3 separate regions of the Sus scrofa genome follow, and all the other regions are linked to region 1. The links are chromatin contacts, called in public HiChIP or PLAC-seq and promoter capture Hi-C maps. All regions are on one chromosome and are shown on one strand. The core of a region is the stretch at or near the end of the contact, and the rest is flanking DNA. Distances in the headings are between cores, read along the strand shown. Region 1 holds the start of TBC1D30 (TBC1 domain family member 30). Region 2 holds the start of TBK1 (TANK binding kinase 1). Region 3 holds the start of RASSF3 (ras association domain-containing protein 3).

Region 1 (4,818 bases), core at 1,301-3,800:
GGAACCTCCATATGCTGCAGGAGCGGCCCTAGAAAAAGCAAAAAGACAACAAAACAAAACCAAACAAAACAAAACTTACCACTCTGGATCTCAGAAAGAAATGTTTCAGCAGTATTTTCACTGGTCTTAGGAGAAAAGAAAATATTTTTAATCTAAATTCTAAGCCAAAGTGTCAATCAGGACACAAAGAGATTTTTAGATATTCTAGGACTCAGAGTTACCACCCATGTATTCTTTGTTACATTGTGCATGTGCTTAACAGTAATGAAAAAAAATAATAATAAACAGTTGTGACCTGGTGAGAGAAGGGTCATGTGACATCTGGGCCGACATCACTCCTGCAAGGTCAAGGTCCTTGAATCGGCTTTTCTTGTTAGCTTTTATTTTGCCAGCGTTCTCTTCTCAGGTGATTTGGTGATGATGGGGAACAGGAGGTGATTTTGAAGTTCCGATGAATTTAGATGACCTACTGTTTTGCCTGGCCTCTTTCACCATCCCTGGCAGCTCACTTTGGGTGTCTTTATCCATAGGTCCTGATAGATGCCAACTGTGCTAAAGACTAGTATTTAGGACATCTCTGAAGGAGTGGAGATAGAAAGGGCTGGAAAGTCAATTAAGAAAAGGGATGAGGGAGTTCCTGTTGTGGCTCAGCGGGAACGAATCTGACTAGTATCCATGAGGACGCAGGTTCAGTCCCTGGCCTCGCTCAGTGGGTTAAGGATTTGGCGTTGCCGTGAGCCGTGGTGTAGGTCATGTACACAGTTCAGAGGTAGCATTGCTGTGGCTGTGGCATAGGCCAGTGGCTATAGATCCAATTCTAGCCTGGGAACTTCCATAGGTCATGGGTGCATGGCCCTAATAAGACAAAAAAAGAAAAAAAAAGAAAAGAGATCGAATTTCAGTGTTTGTCTTTGTTTCAGTCCTGCTTGTTGCAAAGTTAGGCAGTTGAAGGAAGGATTTCAGAACTCTATGCAATGCCAGAGACAATGACAAAAACCAACAACAACTAAATAATTCCATTCCGTCTATTGCATACATTTTAAAGTTAAATGTATAGAGTAGTAGTTAATACAGTTACAAAACCTTAAAAATACCATCTTTAGCATAATTTAATTCTGGATACATAAGGGAAAGGTTATAAAACTTCCGCTTTCTTTATATGAACTCTGGTTTCTAAAAGGATCCTATAGACCTCACTCTGTGTTCACATATATTTTGGTGGTGGTGCCAAGGGACGCCAGGTTTCTACAGGCTCAGTTATGAAAGTGCCTTGAAAAAAGTGTGCTGAACACACATAAAACATCACCACTGTTCACCAGGTGTGTTGTTGTTCCTTAAAAAAATATGGCTGGTATTTAATAGCATTAGGAGATAGACAAATACATACTTATCCACAACAAAATATGTATTCATTCGTAATGAAAGCCAGGCACTTTAAGCTCTAAGGAAAGTTCACTTTATTCTTTGTGAATGGGCAGTTAATTAGCTTCTCTGTGCCTCAGTTCCCTCATTTGAAAAGTGAGGGAAAAAAATAGTTCTTACCTTTGTAAATATCTGCTGACATGTGTGAGCTGGACTTACTGGGGTGATTATTTTGGAACATATGCAGATATCAAATCAATATGTTGTTCTCCTGAAACTAATGTTATATGTCAATTATGCCTTAATAAAAAAACAGTGCTTACTGCTTTATGGAGTTAAAGTGAGACTTAAACGAAGTAAATTCATGCAAAGAACTCAGCTGGCACACAAAAAGTGCTGAAAAACGTTGACAATTATTATTAAATTAAAAAAATATCTACAGTAGAGGGGCACTCAGTTCTTTCATTAAAGTCTAGCTTAAAGATACATTTCTTAGGATGTCATGTAAACTTTTGGTTTTACTGATAGAATCAGCTCCATCAATTTATTAGTTTTGCCTTCTCATGTCATTTATTAAATCCTCACTCTCTGTTAGGTCTTGTGCCAGAGAATTAGTTGATCTTAATCCAGTCTTTTATCTTTCACCGAAGGAAAAAAGTTCACAGTGTTATTAAATCTCAAGTATATGCCAGGTCTTCAGAAAGGTTATTGTTAGAAACTAAGAACGCCTTTAAAGGCGCCCAGATCAGGTGGGAAGGTGAGAAGGGCTGGGCATTGTGCCCAGAGTATGTGGAGGAGGGAGCTCCTGGCCTCGGCTTGTTGATTGGCGTTTAGAACTCTCCCGGGCACTCTTTCGAGGTGGTGGGTGAATAGGATGCAAGAGTTGCCCTCTTTTTGAGTGAATCACGTGCATTAAAGTGAAGGTGGCAGCAGCCAGAGCGCCCTTCCCCCTCCGGGCTAAAGGCTTCATCCTCGTACGTTCTGGCCACATCCTGCTCCTTGACGCTTTTCAGAGAGCGCTCCCGGACGCCGGCGGGCCTCACCTGCTGCAGGTGTCTCTAGGTATCCGGCAGCGTGGCCCCTCCCCTCTTCCTGCAGGGAGCCGAGGGGCAGTGGCCCCAGTACCTGTAGGGGGAAGGTCGGACGCCTGGGGGATTCGGAGCCCGCGGACGCCGCGCCCGGTTCAGGGCAACCCCTGCGGGGCCGAGGCCGCGCCTCCTCCCGGAACTGGCCGGCGAGGAGGGAGCCGGGCTCTAGCGCCCGGGGGCCATGGAGGTCCTGCCCGCGGGCGGGGGGCAGACCTGGCGCCCGCAGCCCGAAGCGAGGTCGGAGGACGCGGAACACGAAGCGCCCCGAGTTCCAACCCTGCGAGGGGCGCCCCCGGCGGAGGGAGCGCCGGCGTCACGGGACTCCTGGGAGGGCGAGGAGGACCCAGAGCCCGGCGAGCCGCGGGGCAGCCGCACGGCGTCCCTGGTGAGCGGGCTGCTCACCGAGCTGTACAGCTGTACCGAGGAGGAGGAGGCGGCTGGCGGGGGCCGCGGGCCCGGGGGCCGCCAGCGGCGCCGAGACAGCCTCGACAGCTCCACCGAGGCCTCAGGCTCCGACGTGTTTCTGGGCGGCCGCGGTGGCCTGGGGGACTCCCGAGTGCTGCAGGAGCTGCAGGAGCGACCGAGCCAGCGGCACCAGATACAGTACCTGCGGCAGAAAGGTGAGGGCCCGGGGAGGGGATCCTTGGAGTTGCCCGGATCCACGCTCCCGCGCTCAGCTGTGCGCACCTGTGCGGATCAGCCCAGTGCCCACGTGTGAGGTTTGGGGCGTCTCCTTAGATCTGTCGCGGGTGCCCACAGAGTCACGGAATCATGACTAGACTTAGTTCTTATTGTCCCCCTATCCCCGGTGGAGTTGTCGGGGGGGCGGGGGGAGCATCAGTTGCTGCAGTGGTAGTCACAGATCTCCTGGCTCCCCCACGTCCTTCATCTTCAGGTGGAGGCCCGAGTGGAGAGAGTCCGGATTCTAATTGCAACAGAACAGCTGTTAGGACAGGTTTGGAGTTTCTGATTTGTCTCCCTGAAGTTACCCAGAGGGCGCCGGGAGAATAGAGGCGACTCTTGGGACCAGTTTAAAAACATTTTTTTTTTTTAAATCCTCCTTTTTTGGCCATACTACTTGAATAGTGTTTAACTAGTGAGGCAGAATAATTCAGTAATAGAGTTTCTAAGCAGAACGTGTGAATTCCTTTTCTCAGAATGCCGGTTTTCAAGATCACTAGGTAGATTTTTTTTTTTTTTTTCCTTCCTGGGGAAAGGATTAGTGGAGGGCCCTGGGGCATTGAGGTTATCACAGCGTTTAACTGTTGGTACTTTTAGTTGGGGAGGTTGATCTGAAAAAGGCCTTGGCGTTCTTGGGAAGAGGCTAATTTGGTGTTTCTTTTGTTATCACACTCTGATACTCTGTCCTAATTGAGACTACCTTTTTCTTTTTCTTAGCTGTTCATAATTCTTTGCCTTTCAGGCACGTAAACAGTTACTACAGTTGTCTTTTGGATATATTAGGACCTCAATTTACTAAATGAAATCAGGTGTGGAAAACAGATGCTAAGCCACCATATCATTTCTTGAATTAATGTCCTTGTGCTAAATTATCAGGAGGAGGAGCAAAGAGAATACTATAGAATGGTCTCCTCTTTCCTACTTGTAAAATCCCTGTATCTAGTTGGTGGTGGTGGGGAACTAAACAGAAAAGGCATAGATCTGTCTGCTTTTTGAAATCTATGTAAACAGCTTTCAGCTTCCTCTTTAGGCTTCCTTGTGCAGATTCTTTTTTTTTTTGTTTCCCAGCCGATTGTTACAAATGGTTTCCACCTTCCTCCCTCTGCCTGGGACTTTAGCTGGAGTTGTGCCATTTAATTTTAAGCAGTTATTTGGCTGTTCTCAGAGTGTCTGTTTATGCCAGGAATTCCGCAGGGCAAGAGTTCTTTCAGAATCCAACAAAAGCAATTTTGAAAAATTATGATTTGGTTTTCTGTTTTTTTTTTTTTTACCAGGTTATTCACTTTTTATTACTGAGAGAATTTTGTGGATTAGTAATTTCCTTTTGGAAGAGGAAATTTGGCAAGCTAAAGTTTAAGGAAGAGATTCCAGTACAGCTTCGGAAATAGATTTCAAATGAGTAACCACTTCACCAATCATTCTTAAGACCTATAAGAGTCTATTTTGCCCAGGTCGCAGTCTTACTTTGGTTAGCTACCTGCCAATCTCTTCTTTTCTTGGAGTCAACCCTATTATGCTGAACTCGATGGCATATTAGAATAGTCCTACGCACACCCTTTTATGGATAAACGTCATTAGAGTACTAAGAATAAAGTCCAATCAGGTGATGGAGACAGCTGTCATTTTACAACTTATCAGGTTATTTGATTTTTTTTTCAGGGTTGAAAAATATGCCTCCTAAAAAAAG
Region 2 (4,818 bases), core at 1,207-3,706, 320 kb before region 1:
GTCCCCTGCGTCTGGACTCCTCGCCCCGCGGTCGGCCCCCTGCCCCCGACCCTCCCCTCTGTAGTGGCATTGGGCACCGAGAAAGAGGATGTGTCTGGCTTGGGCCTTGGCCGCCCGCACAGGCGGGATGTCCCTTTCCCTGGAGTTAGACTGGCTGCTTTCTACCCCTTTCCGAGCATGGGCACGATTGGCAGTGTTTAAATCGATTGATTTTTCAAACGATGAAAAGGAGACGTGTCATTAGGGTTTTAGTGATATCAGCGGAGATTGACTCACCGGAAGCTAGAAGCTGAAGCCGTTTTTAATGTACGCACGTATAATGCAAATTCCCAAACCTTTCCTTTGAGAAATGGCTTAAGAGTATATTTTCCAATGCGTTTCCCGGGTATTTTCAGTAGATGGCCACAAAACAAATTCTACCCAGTAATTGTCAAATGCATAACCAGAGACCGACTTTTCTCACTCTAGAACCGTGAACATAATCTTTTTAACAAAATGATTCACGTAGTGGTAGAGTTTGGAAATCCTGGAACTTTGTCCGTTTGTCGCGTCACCAAACCTGTTTTCATCTATGGACAAATGGTAACTTTCATTTTGGACTGTATGTATAAGGAAGTGGACTTGAGGCAGGATCACCACTATCACACTTGTTGAGTGCCTGCCTATACTGTGGCAAAATTTGGGGAAGGTTTATATAGCGAGCACCTTCGGGGTGTGCTGAGTCATATTTTAGCATGCTGTTGTTGTGAGGTTATTGCAAGATAGTTTCAGAAGCATCTCCCCTCATCATTGTGACACTGTAGTTTTCTATCTGCATATGGAGAGCAAATACCTTAGCTGATAATGTTTTGTATTATCCACTAGGCATGTACCTAATGATACTATATGCCGTTTATAGTTATCTCCAGCATTAAAGTTACTTTTTTTTTTGCTTTTTAGGGCCGCACCTGCGGCATAAATTTACAGTAATTAGGGAAGCTTTTCATTCTTGAGAAATATTTGAAATTATTATTGAAAAGGTATTTGAGAAGTTAATTATTACCTCAGTATCTGACAAATGTGTATCTTGTATTTTGAAAAAGGAATCTTACCTTTATTCCTTTTTTCCAATAGTTGCTGTGTGTAAAATTACCTTATCTGAATTAAATGGGTGGTAGCATAACATGCATACATTTTAGTATATCAAAAATAGGCAAAATTTAGAATCCTGGCCATTCTTTTTGTTCCTAAGCCTTCGTGGAATATTGGCGGTCATTAATTCATCACTAAATACCTAGTCTACGGAGTTCCTGTCGTGGCTCAGCGGTTAACAACCCAGTTAGCATCCATGAGGATGCAGGTTCCATCCCCGGCCTCAATCAGCAGGTTAAGGATCTGGCATTGCCCTGAACTGTGGTGTAGGTCGCAGACACGGCTCGGATCCCACGTTGCTGTGGCTATGGTGTAGGCCAGCGGCTACAGCTCGGATTGGACCCCTAGCCCGGGGAACCTCCATATGCCGTAGGTGCAGCCATAAAAAGACAAAAGACAAAAAGATAAATAAATGCCTAGTCTGTTCTAACTAACTATGAAGGGGTATTATTTTTATTCCATAATGGAACTTAAGTATATTTTTTATATCCTTATAGTTATACATTTTTTTTTCAATATTAAGGGGCAAGGCTGGGGTGATGCTTTTTTAAAAAATGGACTATACTTTTAGAGCAGTTTTAAGTCCATACCAAAATTGAGCAGAAGATAAAGATTTTTCATATGCCTCCTGCTCCCGACTATACATAGCCTTTCTTCGCTTATTTTTGAAGACTTGTCAACATACACTTGTATGTGTATCTTTATATACTTGGCAGTTGGAGAAACTATCCTTAAATTAATTTCAGAATTTATAGCTGAGAGGTTACCTTCTGTCATGGTTGTCTCAGGCTCTGTGTAAATGAAATTCTAAGTTATAGAATTGTGGCAACAGTTGCTTTCATTAGTGTTGCCCTGCCCTTGAAGGAAACAAAGTAATTCTTTTCTATATTTCTGTTGTATTTTACATTACTACTTTATTTTAAAACATTTTAAAATATCTTTTGTCACTGATTAATCTTTCAAGACATTTTAAGGAGGTAAATGGCCAATATCACTTTCACTGACAGAGACAAACTTAGAGGGGAAATAGATGTTTTTTTTTTAGCCCTGTGAATAAATGAATTAAATTGAATATATTAGATGTTATTGGTTAATGTTTTCTCACAGCCCACAAAGCACTTTAGCCTTTAATATTGCTGAAAAGTTAGATTTTTACATTGAACTGTTTGTACACTTCGATTTAGCAATAAATAATAGATAAGCTTATTCGAGACTAAAAATAGCTAGCATTTGTTTCTTAAATGTGTTATTCGCTTAAAACAAAAAATGCAGTTCTTTTTTTCTTCTCTCTCAGTATAGCAAGAGGATCACCTGACCAAGCCGAAATGCAGAGCACTTCTAATCATCTTTGGCTTTTATCTGATATTTTGGGCCAAGGAGCTACTGCAAATGTTTTTCGCGGAAGACATAAGGTTGGTACAGAGAGTATCACGAAAGGCTGTGTGTGTAGTCTTCTGAGATTCACACTCAAACTAATGGGAGACTTGGCAGTGTTGATTATTTTGTCTAAAGAGAATGTCTGTTTTTGTGGTTATTTAAGGTACAGCTTGTGTCAGAGGCAGTGATATCTACTCATTGGTGGGAGGGGTCATGTGTTGGGGGGGTTGGGAAAAAACTGGAAGGTCGGTTGAAACAAGGGACTGGGGAAGGTTAGGGTTGGGCCCTTTGGTTCTTTCCTCATCCTAGTCCTCCTCTGGTGAGTGATCTTGCTAACAAGTTCTGTGCTGCAGTGATCTGGGTAGGAGGGAGTAGAGGGAGGCCTGGTGAGGAGGTAGATGGGTAGTTTGGAGGGAAGCCCACACGTGATGCTCCTGTGCTATACTAAGGCTTCATGTTCCCACTCAAACTGATTCTATGCGTTAGGGGAGTAAAGTGCGGTCATCAACAAGGAGCCCAGGTAGAAAAGGCTGTATATCCTGGTATACGGTAACTAGAACTTGTTAGTGGAAGTGATGATAGAATAGAGGGGCTAATCCTGGAGGCATTCCAAGAACCAGAAAGATTTTGTGTCAGATTCTGTATTGAAGGATGGAATTAAAGATAATTAAAATCATTTAAAACACAAAAATTTTACTTTAAGATCATTAAAATTTCTATTCTGGGAAAGAAGCTGAAAAAATAATGAATGAAAAAATCCTTTTATGGGAGTTCCTGTTGTGGCTCGATGGAAACGAATCCAACTAGTATCCATGAGGATGTGGGCTCCATCCCTGGCCTTGCTCAAGGGGTTAAGGCGTAATCTGTGGCGTAAGCTGCAGGTGCGGTTTGGATCTGGCATTGCTGTGGCTGTGGCATAGGCCACAGCCCTAAAGAAAAAAATAAATAAATTTATAATACAAATAATCATCCACAGAGTTCCCGTTGTGACACAATGGTTAATGAATCTGACTAAGAGCCATGAGGTTGCGGGTTCAATCCCTAGCATTGTTCAGTGGGTTAAGGGTCCGGCGTTGCCATGAGCTGTGGTGTAGGTTGCAGATGTGGCTCGGATCCCACGTTGCTGTGGCTCTGGCGCAGGCCGATGGCTACAGCTCCAATTCGACCCCTAGCCTGGGACCCTCCATATGCCATGGGAGCGGCCCAAGAAAATGGCCAAAAGACAAAAAAAAAAAAATAATCATCATCATCATCATCCACTAATTTTCCAGCACTATGAATACAGCACAGGAGTGCTAAACATTTTAGTAAGGAGGAGTTTCCTTGTATTTTTCTTAAGACTTCCAATCAGTTCTGTTTGTGACAATGAGATAAACATTCATAGGGGATGGGCTGTTCCCATGGTTCTTAGAGGATGTAGTATAGTATTTAGCTTTTTTTCCCCCTCCAATTCTAGAGTTGACCACAGGTCCTGGTACTTAAGTTCATAGTGATCAACCTTGGATTATTCCTGTCCTAGAATTATTTTTGTTTTGTGCACTGTGCCAAGAAGCAACACAGAATTTAGCAGTGAGATACATCTGATGATCTGTCTTCCTGTGACCCAAATTAACAAACTAATAGTCACTTGGTATGTGTCAACCACTGTGATAAACCCAGTGATTTTAGCTACAATTAATATGCAGTTCCTGCCCATAAAGAGTTTTGGTTTAGAAGCAAGGTTGAATTAGAAGGAACGTAAGTTAGAGACTGAAGGAGTGACGGTAGTTAGTGATAGAAATAGAGGGAGACATGTTTAAGGTGTCTGGCACTGGAGTTTCCACTGTGGCTCAGTGGGTTAATGATCCAGCTTGTCTCTTTGGAGGCGCCAGTTGGATCCCCAGCATGTGGGTTAAGGATCCAGTGTTGCTGCAGCTATGGTGTATGTGTCACAGCTCCAGCCGGGATTCCATCCCTGGCCCAGGAACTTTCCATAGCCTTGGGGGCAGCTGAAGAAGAAAAAGAAAAAAAAACAACAAAAAAAACCTCAGGTGCCTGGAACTAGCAAATACCTCACATGTGTGATTCTCTTTCCTTACTGAGGTACCCAGTGTCCTTTACCTAAGTGCCCGCACTTGCTTAGTAGGCACTCTAAAATTTGTTGACTGAAAGAATAAATGAGTGAATGAGGACAGAGCAGACTGCCCTTTGACAACCTCAAGTTCATTAAAGGCAGTAAAATATTCTTTACCTAGTGTAGTTTGAAAGCTTCAAATAAGGATTTGAGAGGCCTAAAAATTGACCTAAAATATTGCTAACAGCCAGTTTAGT
Region 3 (4,818 bases), core at 1,344-3,843, 260 kb before region 1:
CAAATCGGAGCTATAGCCGCCGACCTACGCCAGAGCCACAGCAACTTGGGATCCGAGCCGCGTCTGCGACCTGCACCACAGCTCACGGCAACGCCGGATCCTTGACCCACTGAGCAAGGCCAGGGATCGAACCCACAACCTCATGGTTCCTAGTAGGATTCGTTAACCACTGCGCCACGATGGGAACTCCTATGAACCATTTTGAATTAATTCTTGTATATAGTGAGAGGTAAGAATTGAAGTTTACTTAAGAATATGCAAAGAACACATGAATATCTAATAGTCCCAGCAACATTTGTAAAAAAAAAATTATCCTTTCTCCACTGAATTTTGTACATTTGTCAAAAATCAGTTGACTGGAATTCCTATTATGGCGCAGCAGAAACTAATCTGACTAGTAGGCATGAGGATGCATGTTCGATCCCTGGCCCACTCAGGGGGTTAAGGATCCAGCTTTGCCATGAGCTGTGGTGTAAGTCAAAGACGAGGCTCAGATCCTGCATTGCTGTGGCTGTGGTGTAGGCTGGCAGCTGTAGCTCCGATTCTACACCTAGCCTGGGAACTTCCATATGCCATGAGTACTGCCCTAAAAAAAAAAAAAAAACCAACAAAAAAAATTACGTTGACCAAGTATGTGTGGGTTTATTTCTGGACTCTCTTGTCTACCTGAATATTGTTTTTCAATTTTTTTTATTGTGGTAAAAATACATATAACATAAAAGTTGTGATTTTTAACCATTTTAGCATATATAATTCAGTGGCATTACATTCACAATGTTCAACCATCATCACTATTTTTTCCAAATTGAACATTTTTTAAATGTCATTTTTTTCTTGAAATTTTGAATTGTATTCCATCACACCCCCAGATATGTTTTACTACAAAAAATAATAATAATATTGAAGACTCACAAATATAGAGAACAGACTTGTGGTTGCCAGTGGGAAAGGGAATAGGAGAGGGATTGACTGGAGTGTGGGGTTAGCAGATACAAACAATTGCATTTAGAATGGATGGACAATGAGGTCCTACTACATAGCACAGGGAACTATATTCAGTATCCTGTGATAAATTATAGTGGAAAAGAATATATATATACAACCGATCACTTTGCCATACAGCAGAAATGAACACAACATTGTAATGCAACGATACTTCATGTTAAAAAAACACACAGTAATACCGATGCTTCAGAAAGATGAACCATATTTAGCCTGCAGCTTTGTGTGGCTTCCATGGCATTCCTCCCTCCTTAGGTTGTGTAAACTCCCAATTTGAGACTCTCAGAGGAAATCAGAATTTACAGAGACCTTAGAGGTCACCTAGAAGCGCCCCTTCGTTTTACAGATGTGAAAACTGAGAACCCAGATCACACGCTGGTAAGTGACAGAGCCAGCTGGGAAATAAGAAAGGCTATTTTTGTGCTGCTGAGGGGTTTGTACCAAATCCTGAGCAACTCCCTCTCTAAGACCTGGCTTTGGTGAAATCAGCTCTCCTCTCTGCCTCGGGGCACCGGAAAAGTGAAGCAAGACCCTCTTTCTCAGAGGACTGACTGGAGTTGAACCGAGGGATAAAAATGCCTCAACTTTGACAACAGGGGGCGCTCGGGGACAAGAACGTACAGCCACTCAGGATTTCTAACCACAAGAAACCGGGGAGAGAAGTTCTCGCAGGAGGCACATCTAACACTAGACAGCAGTTTGTGCTCTTGAGAATCTAGGATTTTCAGTACAAATAGGTAACAGTACCACTTAAGGACCTGGTTAAAGAAGGCAGCCTCATTTTTCCACTTTTTTTTTTTTTTGGCCATGCCCTGGCCATGTGGAAGTTGCCAGGCCAGAATCAAACCCTCACCACAGCAGTGACAACACCGGATCCTTAACCCACTGAGCCACCAGGGAACTCTACCTTATTTTTGACTGTTGTAGGAGTCCCTTTCCCCCAAACGCTGGGAATGGGGATCTGATTTATCATAGGAAGTGGGGTTTCCTAGTATTCTAAGCACTTCTCATACTTACCAAAATTCAGTGTCATGGAAACTATCTTACAGAAGGAGACATTGGAGGCACAGAGAGGTTAAAGAACTGGCCCAAAGCCACACAGCTTGCCTAAACCAAATCTGTGTCCAGAGGCCTTAACAACCACAATACAGGCATCTCCAATCAAGACTGTTGGTCTGGGGAGTTCCCGATGTGGTACAGTGGGTTAATGATCCAGTTTGTTCCCCTGGCGGCGCCTGTTCCATCCCAAGTCTGGTGCAGTTGGCCTAAGGATCTGGCATAGGTCGCAGCTGTGGCTTGGTTTGATCCCTAATCTGGGAACTTCCATATGCTACAGGGGCAGCCAAAAAACCACAGGGGCAAAAAAGATTGTAGTCTGGAAGATGCTGCTCCCTGGGCGTCTTCTAACCTCACCTATGGAACTGGATGTGAGAATCTGACGGCCCTGATGAGCTGAGCTGCCGAGCGCACTGGTGGCCGGTTGGAAAGACACGTGAAGCCAAGGCATGGGGGGAGGCTGGTCTCCTGGTGGGCTCTGAGTCACACAGGTCAGCAGGGGCCGGCCCGCTCAGCCTGTCACCCTCAGCTGTCTCTCTGTGCTGCACACGGAGCTGGGGCTCGGAAATGGGAACGGCGATTTATAAGCTCTCGGGCAAAGTCAACTTTCAGGTGAAGAAAACCCGCATCCCCGGTAGGTGCCCCCTGCTTCTGATGCTCTCGGATGCACGCAGGACGCCAGGAGGGATGAGGGGGTCCGTTGTTTGTGCCTTTGATGTTCCAGAAGGACCCAGCTGGCTTTCAGCCCTGGGGATAAAAGCTTCAGCTGGGCCTGCTGTTTGGGTTTCTTGTCATCTGAGTTTGTTTACAAGCTGGTTCATGAGCAAGCTTTATTTCTTGTAGGCCAGTGTGCTTTCAAATGCTGCATGAGTTAAACAAAGGATGGTGACAGCGAAGCCCTGCAGCTTTTTGCTATTACAGGACAGCTCAGGAGGTTTAATTTTCCATAACAGATGGAACAGTAACTCCAGCATTATTTGGACCAGTTATAAATATCAAAGAAGACATGTGTTTTGCTGTCCAGATTCTTCCTAAAAGGACTCAAGGACCTCCAGGCGTTAGGCCACAGCTCCCAAGTCTGTCTGTCTTTTTTTTTTTAATTTAATTTTTATGTTATGGTGGGGTAGATGCTTTACAAGGTTGTGTTAAGTTTCGGGTGTACGCAAAGTGATTCAGTTATACATATACGTATAACCATTCTTTTTCAGAATCTTTTCCCATATAAGTTAATTACAGTTGAGGTCCCTGTGCTGTAAGTAGGTCCTTGTTATCTATTTTATATATAGTTGTGTGTATAAATTAATCCCAGACTCCTAATTTATCCCTCCCCCTCTGCCAAGTCTTTTTTTCTTTTTCTTTTTTTTAAGTATAGCTGATTTACAAGATGGTGTCATCCCAAGTCTTTCTGGAGAAGCAACAGAAATTGCATTCGGGCTCTTGCTGTGGAAGCGGAGCAGTGGGATGCATCTGGGTACCGGGTGCACCTGTACAATCAGGGGAGTTTCCAGTAGCTTCAAACATGGGTAGATCTTTATTACCATCAAAATATACATGGGGGCTTAGGGAGTTCCTGTTGTGGCTTAATGGTTACTGAACCCGACTAGGATCCATGAGGATGCAGGTTCGATCCCTGGGCTCGATCAGTGGGTTAAGGATCTGGCGTTACCGTGAGCTGTGGTGTAGGTCGCAGATGCGGCTCAGATCTGGCATTGCTGTGGCTGTGGTGTAGGCCGGCAGCTACAGCTCCGATTCGACCCCTAGCTTGGGAACCTCCACGTGCCATGGGTTTGGCCCTAAAAAGCAATAAATAAATAAATAAATAAATAAATAAAGGCTTAATAGAAATTAAATAATAATAATAAAAGAGAGGGATCTCTGAGTGACTGATAGATTACTCATCCTGGGGCCAGTAAAACCTCTGCAAGGTTGAGAGGGAGCAGGAGGTGGCTGTGTGTGTGTGTGTGTGTGTGTGTGTGTGTGTGTGTGTGTGTGTCTGTTTACGGTGAGAAGGGCTGGAATGGACTCAGAGAAGAATTCTACCTGGTCTTAAGCAGTGAGCTGTCTTCCTTCCTGGCCTGAGCAATAAGATGCTGGCCTTTATGCTGAGTTATGGAAAATGTCACTGGGGCTATGTGTCTGCTGCACGTCCATCTTATTACCATTATCTAAAAGTTCTTTTTTTTTCTTTTTTTTTTTTTAGGGCCGCGCCCACAGCATATGGAGGTTCCCAGGCTACGGGTCGAATTAGAGCTGCAGCTGCTAGCCTATGCCACAGCCACAGCAACACTAGATCTAAGCCACATTTGCAATACCACAGCTCATTGCAATGCTGGGTCTTTAACCCACAGAGCAAGGCCAGGGATCGAACCTGCAACCTCATGGTTACTAGTCAGATCTGTTTCTGCTATGCCACAATGGGGGTTTTTAGAAAGCCAATAGGAGGTGGTATTTCTAGACTAGCTTGAGTGATCCTCAGGCAGAGCATTACCATGTTTCTTCTTATTTAAGACACCATCAATTGTGACATTTTATGAGCCACTAAAAAAGGAAAATGCTGAATCAACTGTACTTCAATAATTTTCTTTAAAAAGGCTGTCAATTATATGATATGCCATTCATTATAAAACATAAATTCATTTCAGATACTTACAGATAAGAAAAAAGCACCTTTTCATATGGATGAAATCTGGTAGAGAGCCTTTCAAAGCTCAGCCTTATAAATCAGTGCTTCCTCCTCTGAGAGTAGTCCCCATCCCATTA

Evidence for each region. Promoter capture Hi-C pulls out the DNA fragments that hold promoters and counts their contacts. HiChIP or PLAC-seq counts read pairs in DNA pulled down with a chosen protein or histone mark.
Region 2: a contact with region 1 is called in an H3K27ac HiChIP or PLAC-seq map of alveolar macrophages. The contact joins the promoter of TBK1 here to the promoter of TBC1D30 in region 1. A contact is called at or near these places in 1 of 5 promoter capture datasets (liver) and 1 of 2 datasets of contacts at active chromatin or transcription factors (alveolar macrophages).
Region 3: a promoter capture Hi-C map of fetal liver shows a contact between it and region 1, with 3 times the contacts expected there. The contact joins the promoter of RASSF3 here to the promoter of TBC1D30 in region 1. A contact is called at or near these places in 2 of 5 promoter capture datasets (fetal liver and liver), 1 of 47 Hi-C or Micro-C datasets (embryonic fibroblasts) and 1 of 2 datasets of contacts at active chromatin or transcription factors (alveolar macrophages).

The regions. Positions count from the first base shown.
Region 1 is chr5:29,203,587-29,208,404 of Sscrofa11.1, forward strand. TBC1D30 (TBC1 domain family member 30) reads left to right here and starts at 2,551. Exons shown (of 14, transcript XM_021091950.1): 1 at 2,551-3,070. The coding sequence starts at 2,632.
Region 2 is chr5:28,880,834-28,885,651 of Sscrofa11.1, forward strand. TBK1 (TANK binding kinase 1) reads left to right here and starts at 2,457. Exons shown (of 20, transcript NM_001105292.1): 1 at 2,457-2,543. The coding sequence starts at 2,457.
Region 3 is chr5:28,947,194-28,952,011 of Sscrofa11.1, forward strand. RASSF3 (ras association domain-containing protein 3) reads left to right here and starts at 2,594. Exons shown (of 6, transcript XM_021091945.1): 1 at 2,594-2,692. The coding sequence starts at 2,626.